2 separate regions of the Xenopus tropicalis genome follow, and region 2 is linked to region 1. Evidence: chromatin contacts called from public Hi-C data. All regions are on one chromosome and are shown on one strand. The core of a region is the stretch at or near the end of the contact, and the rest is flanking DNA. Distances in the headings are between cores, read along the strand shown.

The links. Hi-C and Micro-C count contacts between places; a contact is called where the count stands out from the background.
Region 2: a Hi-C map of neurula embryo shows a contact between it and region 1, with 2.1 times the contacts expected there. The contact joins the promoter of osr2 here to the enhancer-like site in region 1. A contact is called at or near these places in 2 of 5 Hi-C or Micro-C datasets (gastrula embryo and neurula embryo).

The regions. Positions count from the first base shown.
Region 1 is chr6:128,799,428-128,804,935 of UCB_Xtro_10.0, reverse strand. All of the region lies in intron 16 of vps13b (vacuolar protein sorting-associated protein 13B), which reads left to right. Among named protein-coding and RNA genes, the nearest start is that of vps13b, 79 kb to the left of the region's middle. Within about 2 kb of position 3,110, at least 1 of the 11 cell types and tissues checked has an H3K27ac peak or open chromatin away from gene starts, as enhancers often do. A contact at or near this core is called in neurula embryo, where this site is marked.
Region 2 is chr6:128,945,898-128,951,405 of UCB_Xtro_10.0, reverse strand. osr2 (protein odd-skipped-related 2) reads left to right here and starts at 2,901. Exons shown (of 4, transcript XM_004915139.3): 1 at 2,901-3,245.

The DNA of each region.
Region 1 (5,508 bases), core at 1,861-4,360:
TTTAAAGTCAGAAAGGTTTTCCCGCCGTTTACGATCGTTCGGATACAAAGATTTTGTGACTGTCGGATCGCCATTTGGAAACAATTGTTTCAATACGGAATTTTTGGGACTTTTGCAAACATCAGAAATCAGATTTCGTGATTCGGATTCGTACTTTAATTAATCTGGTCCAAAGTAGCAATTTACATGTTCCTGTTTTTTTGTGCTCGAACTCTAAATATTTGGAATTATGGTTCAAAAATGTGAATGTTTGATTTTTGCATGTGTTATATTGCAAAAAACTTCAGCATGTAAAAGCTTGTGTGTTTATGTGGAAGTCAATGGGCGTTGTCCTAGGCAAAATTCAAGCCTTTTTTTTCAATTTGAGATTTTCAAGTTTAAGTTTGTAAATTCACATGCGAGGTATTCAAGTAGCTTACTCAAATGAGTTTTGCATATTTGGATTTTTCAATAAATAAAGAAACATTTGAGTTTTTTTCAAAAGCAAGTTTAATCAAAATTGAAACAAACTTGACTATTGATAAATTTGCCCATTAGTCTCAACCATAACCCAGAGAGCTTTAAAAAGAAATAATTAAAAAAAAAAAAAAACAATTAAGCACCAAACAGCCACCAGGATACCCAGTGCAGCTTTTCCATGGAGACTTCAGAGCTTGGGGTTGGGCTTTCGAGATGCCTACACCTCAACTGTAAATCTAAACAGTGCGCCACACCGGTCTGTTATGTAAATGCAACAATAGCAACGCTGGGGTAATAAAGTAGAAAAATAAATGAGTAGACCAGCAGCCCACTTAAATGAAGTGTAGTTTGAAGTGAATAAAACTCCAGATGAAATACATCAAATGGCACTTGAACTAAATCGAAGTCAGCGTGAGTACAGCGAGCCTCATTGAAGTCCTGCAGTGAGTGAGAATTAGTCTGCTAAAATAACCTGGTAATGTCATTAAACTCTGAGTCACTTCTCCAAATTATACCACCTGCTTTATTTGCAGTTTCAGATTTTACATTCCGCCCTCCTCTAACAGTATACACATGTGATGCTACATATGTTCTTCTGTTTCTTGGTGGGGGGAAAGCAGCAACGCACAAGCTGCCTGAGCTTAGATTTTTTTCGCTATGAAAAAAAGAAAAAACAAAGACATTTTATGAACTGTTATGGAATCCCTCAGGTGGTATGTTTTGAGTTAGCAGTGAAAATCCTAACTTTATTTCTGACATAAATCAGCAGAGGACCATTCGATTGTGCGTGAGTGTCCTGCACAAACTCCCCAAACCAACACTAGCATCATTAGGCTTTGCTGACTCTTAGATTTTTCATGTTTTTTTTTTTTTTTTGCATTGAAAATAATAAACCTGAAATTTGATTACCTTGGATGTCGTCTTTTTTTTCTTGATACGACTTACTCGACCCACAGTGGTTTTAAATTCTACATTTTGTTTCCCCTTCAGAACGGAATTTTGTAATTGGCTTTGTAAAATGCCTGCCTGTCAGTCGTGATTCATGAAATTGCCTGGATTTTTTTTCACAGTGAGCAGGGGTACATGTAAAGCAATTTATTTGGCACATGGGAGGATCATTTTTAATGGCACATTATGGTGCATATAATTGATGATTAGTTAGGGATCTAGTTATTAGATAGTTATCTCCTTAAGGCTTAATGTCATTGATGCAGGCAAGCAGCTTAAGCAGTTTTTTTCTGGAGTCATTATCTCTTGTAAGAAAAGTACAAGTATGGGACCTGTTTTCCAGAATTCTTGGGACCTGGAATTTTCCTGATAAGGGGTGTTTCCATAATTCGGATGTCCAACTTTTTGTTTTACTTGTGAGCCACATGCAGATATAAAAAGTGTTGGTGAGCCACACAAGCATAAATAAAGTTCTTTGGGGATGCCAAATAAGGGCTGTGATTGGCTGTTTGATAGCCTGATGTGGGCAGTTCTTGGAGTATAACCATGTGTTTGTGCTTCCAAAACTTGCCTCCAAGCCAGGAAATTAAAAATGGGCACCTACTTTGGGGCCACTGGGAGCAACCATAGAGGGGTGGTGAGCAACATGTTGCTCATACGCCACTAGTTGTGGATCACTACCTTAAGTCTTAAAAAAAAAATAATAATTTAAACTTTAATTAAACCCAATCAGGGTCAGACAAGGCTGGCGGGACAATGGGAAAAACCCGATGGGCTCTGCCGACCCAAACACAATCCCCGCCTGCCCTTCCCTGTTGCTCCCCTGCAACAGTGGCAAAGTAAGTATATGGTTTGTGTGCACGTGGGGGAGAGGGGGTTGGGGCTCCTGGGGTAGCAGCGCAAGTGGGCCTTACCCCAGTCTGACCCTAAACCCAATAGTATTGTTTTGCCTCCAGTAAAGATGGTTTTTTTATTAGTTAAGATCAAGTACAAGGCACTGATTTTTGTTAAAGGGAAAAAAGGAAGCATTTTTAAAATTTAAAGTTATTTGATCATAATGGAAACTATGAGAGATAATTTTTGGAGCTTTTTGGATAATGGGTTTCCAGATGATTTGTCGCCCGCGACAAATCTCCCTTGTCGCGGGCGACTAATCTCCCCAAAATGCCATTGACGAAAATGTAAATCGCCGGTGGGATGGCATACGCGGCGCCACGATTTCCCCGAAATCGCGGACTTTCCTCTCAAGGCAACTTCCGGGGAGATTGTCGCAGGCGACTTGTCTCCTCGTCTGCCAAAGCCCTAAAAGAGTAGCTTATAAATCTAATGATAACATTTGTTTTTTCCCCTGTACTATAAATGTTTTGCTGAGAGGGAGAAGGACACAGCACATTCTGTGTGTAAATGACCTGCTTTTTGACAGCAGACAGGGTAAAAAAAAGCTAATGTACTTGTTTGTTTTGTTATGGAGATGTTAAATGTTGCAGAGAAGGTGTCCCATTGCTGTTTGCTTTCACTAGATTGCAATTCCAGGCTGAAAGTCTCACGTGCTTGCTAAGCTTATCTACTGTCACTTCCTTGTTTGCTTTAAGGGTCACACTGTACAAAAGCTTTCATTAAATCTTATCTCCCAGGATGGATGATGCCCACTCCTTTGCATGCATATTAGCATCCTTGACACTGAAGAGATAAGTTAGTTGTAATTGCCTCAGCCCAGCTCACTATGTGGCGTAGCCTTCCTCCCCAGGCATGCAAGGGTCCGGCCTTTTCTCACTAGCACCTGATTTCTTTTGCAATCCTTAGAAAGAGATCAAAGCAAAAGATCAAGCGGGGTGTGCAGTATTAGAGCAAGTATGTAAAGCGGGCAGATTAGGTTCAGCCAATTGGTCATTATCTGCTGTCAGCTTCTGCTTATCCCTATATCTATGTTTGGAGTGTTCCAGGAGCTCTCTGCTACCAACAGAATGCTTACATATGCTTTGCCCAACCTCTTACATTGTCATAGAGGTCGTATTTATATCACTATGCTCACTGAATAAAATGTCAGTGATGTGCTAGGATCAAATAAAAATGATAAAACAATATACAGGGTGGGCCATTTATATGGATACACCTTAATATGGTGGGAATGGATGGCCCACCCTGTATAATTTAATCAACACACTAAAGTTTTGTCTGGGGCTAGCATGATTGGCCATACCTGCCCAGATAGTCAAGCAATATGGTTGTCAAACTGCCCGACCAGATCTGAGCATGTATTTGCAACCACTCTTTGTTAGCCTTGCCATTCCTCAGGTCTCAACACTGGTTTCCAATAGCTTTTAGAATACAATTCAAACAAATTACCCTGACCAACTCTTCCCTACCAAGTACCTACCAAACTGCATTATGAACTTCTGCTTCTAACTTTATACTCATTACCTCTTTACATACATGCATTTAAGAATCCTGTAGAGCTCCTTCTCTGGTAATCCCTCCCATATTTCATCAGACTTTAAATAATTTTTTTTTCTATCTTATTTCCATCCACCCTAGTTGTCCTTCATTATATACTGTATTGTCACGGCCACTTGCAAGTGCAATGCCACATCCATTACTTTGATCACTTTTGATTTTGCCAATCCCTGCAACATGTCTTATACCCCCTTCTTTGTTTTAGATTTTTGGCTCTTTTGAGTAGGTCCACCTTAACTCTGTATCAGTCAATATTTGTATGAAATCTGTATGTTTGATATGTATTCCCATCTATTTACAGCCCTGAAGAATGTATGTGTATTATAAATAAATGTTAAAGGGGGTGGCTCACTTTTAGTATGTTAAATAATGGCCTATTCCTAGCAAGTTTTAATTGGTCTTTCTTTATTTTTATATAAATATTTTTGTAATTATTTCCCTCTTCTGACTCTTTCCAGCTTTTAGATAGGGTTGATCCAACAGCCAAAAAAACATTGCTCTACAATTTTATTTTTATTGTTGTCTTTTATCACTTATCTTTCTTTTTAGGCCCTCCTCTACTCATATTCCTCTTGGGCCCTAGCAACTGTAAAACCACTGAACAAAAGAACAAAACACTACAAAAAGCACAAAAAACCCAAAACAAAGAACAATTACAAACTGTCTCAGAATAGGATTCTCTACATCCTACTAAAAGTTAAATTAAAGGTCTTCAACCTTTTCATAATATGAATATAAATGGTATAGTACAGGGGTGGGCAAATTTTTTCGCTCAGGGGCCACATTGACAGCCGGGCCGGGCCAGTGTTACGCCGTTTTCACTCGTCAGTCCCAGAGTCAGTCCCAGAGTCAGTCCCAGAGTCAGTCCCAGAGTCAGTCCCAGAGTCAGTCCCAGAGTCAGTCCCAGAGTCAGTCCCAGAGTCAGTCCCAGAGTCAGTCCCAGAGTCAGTCCCAGAGTCAGTCCCAGAGTCAGTCCCAGAGTCAGTCCCAGAGTCAGTCCCAGAGTCAGTCCCAGAGTCAGTCCCAGAGTCAGTCCCAGAGTCAGTCCCAGACGATGAGACTTGCTGAGTCGGCGGGCCGGATTAAACAGACCAAGGGGCTGGACGTGGCCCGTGGGCCGTAGTTTGCTCACCCCTGGTATAGTACATATATCCAGTGGAATTGTACAGAGAGCCTGAGGTGTTGCTTCTTGTGAGGGTTAACTCTTGTTGCGCTTGAAGTCAATGTGCTTTTGCATGGTTTGGTATTATGCCTAACTTTGAACTGTGGCGAACAGACAAAAGATAAGCTGTGTAAAATGAACTGATGAAAAAAGGTTTGACAGGAAAACAGGTGAAGAGAAATAATGTACTGCCTTTGCTCTAAATTGGTAAATCTGTAGCCGATTTCAAGCAGTCTTACAGCTTGTACTTTGATGTGACCGTCTGTCTTCAACTAGACCTGAATAATGTCTGCAGTTTATTTCTGATCCCCTTTTCACAGTCTTCTAATCCATTTCGTGCAGTTTTTCTGCAGCTTTAAGAATTTCCTGTAGCAGCGCAGTATGAAAAAGAATGGTCTTTCTTCAGGAGATTAACCCAACAGTTGGGAACTAATGCACACTCTCCTATGCATGATTTTTACACTGGATGGGCCCATTAACAATAA
Region 2 (5,508 bases), core at 1,652-4,151, 150 kb before region 1:
ATATACACACATCTATATCTCTATATATACATACACACACATCTATATCTATATCTATATCTCTATATATACACACACACATCTATAGCTATATCTCTATACATACACACATTGCAGCGCTATATATAGGTAGCAGTTCCATAGCTGGGAGTATATTGCTATATATGGAGCGCTGGGGCGCAGAGATTGAGTGGAATTATCCCTATTTAACATATAGCTTGCCCCTACCCACTGTAACTATTCACACCCTGTATAACAGATAAATATCTTCTTTTCTTCACTGTTATAACCCACTCCCTGTGCAATTTCAGATAGGTCTGTTTGGGGGTTAAATCGAATATAAAAAAAGTCGGTTTCAGACACTTGGACCTTGTAACCCCTGCGAGAACCCCCTACCCCATCCATTTCTCCTCCTCTTTACCCCCATCCCACCCCTCATTCCCACGCAAGAAAACTCGCAAGCAACATTCTCATTTGCCATTCAATAAAGGGAGAATCGTACGAGCCCAGTTTGTAGAATTTCACCTGCAGTTTCGTCTGATTATTCGTTTGTTTAATCGCTGAGTTTGAAACCTAATGAAATCTCCAAGCTCAGCTTCTCTTCTTCCTCTCTCATTCTCTTCCTATTCCCCCTCTCTGCCAACGGTGCGGCCAGTCAGTCCCACTCAGCGCTGCAGCACCAGACTAGAGAATAGACATAAACTATAACTGCTGCATTCATAGCTGAGTGTCGCTGTAGGAAAAAGGAACATTTAATTAATATGGCTTGTGGTTATGAAGAATCATCCGATTAAATTACTGAGAGAACGCACATTCTTGTACATTATGTAATAGGAAATGCAACAGAGCTAGAAACGAGTCCAGCCTGCCCTGCAACGGCAGCCAGAGAGTTAATATGAACACACACATATTTTTCTGATAAATTATTTCTGAAAAAATAATTTATCTTTACATCAAAATGTATAACGTTTCGAATAAAATAACCATATTCTTTTTCACAAATATTTGGGACCGATGACATTTTTTTCTGCAATGTATATACCCTCTGTAAGTGTTTACACGCCGCCCACACATTTACAGTTGCATATAACTATATATAACCGGGGGGAATGTATCTGGGGTACTTGGCTCTGGATACCAATCTGTGCAGCCAAATTAGAAAATAAGGCTGCTGCAAAGAAGTAAAGAAATATGTTGAGCTGAGATCTATACCCCCGGGTTAATAAGCTGAGCATGTATCTATAGAAGCGATTTCATCGCACAGATAACACAATATAAGCAGTATTCTCTGTTCAATGAATATTATGTGCAAAATGGGTGCCCTGGAATTGTCCCCATCCTTTGCTAAACCCCACTGTATTTCTGGGTGCTGATCTGTATTTGGAGATCTGTTATTAAAGTCCTTTCTGCCAGCCCAGAGGACATACATCGTATTAGTTCTCACACTACACTAACAAGTCCTTACAGAAATTAGAAGGCTAACACAATTGTCCCCCTACAAATCACAGTTTACATTAAATCAAATGTGTATTTTTTAGTATCTCTGTGCCACAACACGGTTGCACCAATATATACTATAACATTACTGCAGATTTTGCGGAAAATAAATTATTGAAATAAAATGCCAATAATTAAAAACGCCCAATGGAAATTACATGTACCCAGTATAAAAAAACAATAGCGTTTTTTAAAACTTCGTTTGGTAGCCTCCTTATTAACAATGTTCGTGGTTTTTGTTGGAAAATAATCCAATTTACAAATATTTCCTATGAAATCTCGATTCCTAAAACCATAAAAAATGCATGAACCCATTATTCTGTATGTGTGTTAGCATGTACATAATTATAAGTCTGTAACAAAATACAATATGTAATAATACGAAATATTTACCTGCGTGGCGTGTTTGTCGCTGTGTTACTCTGCGACAGCGTTTTCCAGTTTCCTACATCTCTACATGGTTAGGGAAAAATGTGCAACTATATTACATGCACATTATAATTTCACAGTAATTGTTGGAAAGGCGAACACATTACAATTTTGTTGAAATCTATAGAGAGTAATTGACCTGCTGCAGACATAGATGCAAGAAGCTGAGGAATCCTGGGGAAACATATGGTTTTACTGTGCGAGTTTGATGCGGTTACATTGGTTAGAATATGATATATTTAATTGCATTATCTGGGGAACGACATTAACCAGTTTTATCACTTTTCGACTCTCTATTAAGAGCTCATATGTAACTGTTAGATGCTGATTAATGATGTTAGTGGGGATTATGCACAAGTGCAGTCTCTAAAAAACCCCTGGGCTCCCACACCCCCTTATAAATGATATGTAAGAGATCATTCCTAGGGGAAATTCTGCATTTAATCAGCTATATTCACTTATGTGTGATACACACACGGACACCCACTGAACAAGGATTAGCAACAACAACAAAAGTTATTCTGTAATTAGTCTCATTAAATGTTCATTAAAAAAGGGCAGTGTTGCTTGACTTGTTACAAAAATATGAAGAAAACTTTTTGAAATAATAATTCCGACTAAGCATTTCCACATCTTCCCGCCTCCCATGGCTAAATGAAGTCTATTCTACGTTTAAGTATAAATAGCTTCTCCCAGGAAATATTAGTGGTATAAAGATGTGACTTTTATGTATATATAGAAACTATGGAGGTGGATTTCTAAAGGCAAAGGGCACTTTAGGTTGAGTAGTGCGGAAAGCAGAATTTCCCCTTTAAAACTCAGTTGCTATCCAAACACAAGTAAACACTCAGCGCAGGGAAGAGAGGGCGCAGCGAGAGGGGGCGGGGCCACAGCGAGAGGCAACTGTAGAACGTTCCCATGAGTGGGAGGGGCGGCAAGGGGGAGGCGTGGCTAAAAGTCCAAGGCACAGAGAGCTGAAATGTGATGGATCTCAGAGGCTGCCCTCAGAGTTGCACTAAACTTTGTAAGGGGAGAAGCAGCAGAGAGGGAAAGGGGAAAGTGAGAGCCAAAGGGACAGAGCTGTAACCCCAGGACTGATCTCTCACTGTTACAGTAAAGCTCCCCCTGCACCCACTCAGCACCCACTCAGCCCGACCTACCGACCGGCATGAATCCTTCCACTGGCCCAAGAGAATGGAAGCTTTTCTGACTCTCCATGGTGGGCCCATTGCTTGGAACTAATGAAAAGGCAGAGAAATTGGTGGTCTGTTGTGGACATATTGGACTAAACACGTCTCCTGGGTATCAGCCTCCTGTAGGTAGGTACCTCTACAGCCTTCCTTCCCAATGGCACCTCTGCAAGGGAGCTTTGCTTTCAGTCTCTGCATGAGAGTGTGTGTGTTTGTCTATGGTGCACAATAGTAAGTGTATATTTGTGTACAATGTACCTGTGTATGTGTCAGAGAGACCAGGGTGTAAATGTGTGTGTAAAGGTGTATCTGTACCGTGTGTGTGTGCAACAGTAGGTGCTTGTGTGTGTGTTATAGTGTACCTTTGTGTATCCGGGTAAGAGGGAATGTGTGTTCCTGTGTGTGTGTGTGTGTGTGTGTGTGTGTGTGTCTCTGAGTGTATTTGTAGGCTTGTAAGTGTGTGTGCGTTAGAGTGTTTAACTATGTGTATGTTAGTGTGTGTGTATGTTAGTGTTTGTGTGTGTGTATGTTAGTGTGTGTGTATGTTAGTGTTTGTGTGTGTGTATGTTAGTGTGTGTGTATGTTAGTGTTTGTGTGTGTGTATGTTAGTGTGTGTGTATGTTAGTGTTTGTGTGTGTGTATGTTAGTGTATGTGTGTGTGTGTGTGTTAGTGTGTGTGTGTGTGTGTGTGTGTGTTAGTGTGTGTGTGTGTGTGTTAGTGTGTGTGCAAGTCCAGGCGAATGTGCAGTGTATGTGCCGGTCAGTTTGTGTCTGTGAGGGAACATGGCATAGGGTGTAATAATAGACTTATTAGAGAGAATTCTGCAAAATACAGTAGAAAATGCACAGAAAGCAGCCGGCTTAGTTGCATGCGAGTGAGTCGCTAAACATGAATACCCGGCTTTGCTAGACCCCCAGATGCTACGGAAATCGGAGCCCACCATTGCCTCACAGGGGTATCCATACCCTGCCTCTCCGTATTGACTTGTGGGGCTTATTGAGGTGCTGGGGAGGCACTGGCTTGTTTAGTCGCTGCAGGAGATGCAGTTTAGTTGTTGTATGAGAAGCAGTTTAGTCTTTGTATGAGAAGCCGTTTAGTCGCTGCAAGAGAAGCAGTTTAGTCGCTGCAGGAGAAGCAGTTTAGTCGCTGCAGGAGAAGCAGTTTAGTCGCTGCAGGAGAAGCAGTTTAGTCGCTGCAAGAGAAGCAGTTTAGTCGCTGCAAGAGAAGCAGTTTAGTCGCTGCAAGAGAAGCAGTTTAGTCGCTGCAGGGTCAGGTCTCAGCTACTGAGGGGGCGAAAGTGGTAAAGACGTGAGATGCCATAAAGCAGCGAAAAGTATCTCATGCAAAATAATATACATATATATAATATACATATATATATATATATATATATATATATATATATATATATATATATATATATATATATATATATATATATATATATAAGTGAATGAATGTCGGCACTCACAGGATTCTCACAAGGATGTATCACAGACAATATGGTTGAATGCAACTAGGTGAGGTTTATTGTCCTACGTTTCGGTTCTTTACTGGAACCTTCGTCAGGGTATATATATATATATATAGACACACAATATTAAGTGTTAGTGCATGACTGTATATTAGGAGCAAGTGGCAGATAAAAGAAGCGAATGGGGATGAGCAGACATTGCTTATTCATGCTAATTCAATTAACCTGGGACTCTTGTTGATCTAAGGAGCCTGTACAGTGCAAACAACATCTTCTCTACACCTATATATTTATAGAAAGGAGACACATTTAGACTTTTCATACATGTGCCACTTAACCTCCTGGGTGCCAGACACAACTTTTAGCCCCATGACACCTTCACCAACCAACCTGTCTGCTCTAAGAAACCCCATTATAACGATTTCATTTTTAACTTGCTTCTCCTCCCCATTATAGACAGTGTTTTCCTTGCCAATAAATACTAGCTTTCATGTAGAGACTACTCTTGAAAATTGCCTATAAAATAAATAAGGAAAGGGGCAGAAAATTAGGAATTTAATGCAAATGTATTTTAAAATATTAATAAGGAAAAGTGTCCCTTAAGTCTAAAGCAAATTAGTGCCATTTGTAATTACGCCAGCTGTAACTGGTAAAATGAAAATAAATGGAACACACTTTGGCAGGGAAAAAATATTTTGTGTTGGCTTTACTACGTTTCAATTGTTGATTTCGTAATTGTCTGTATTTATTGTGTGTGTACTATACTTGTACATTAACTTTATCTAGATAGGTAACGGCCGACTGCACAATGAATTGCTGTTTTATTTGTTTTTGGAGACAGACTCGATACTAATTGCTAATCCAATATTCATAGTAAATCAGGATTCAAACTAGAATTGCATTTATTTGGCATTGGT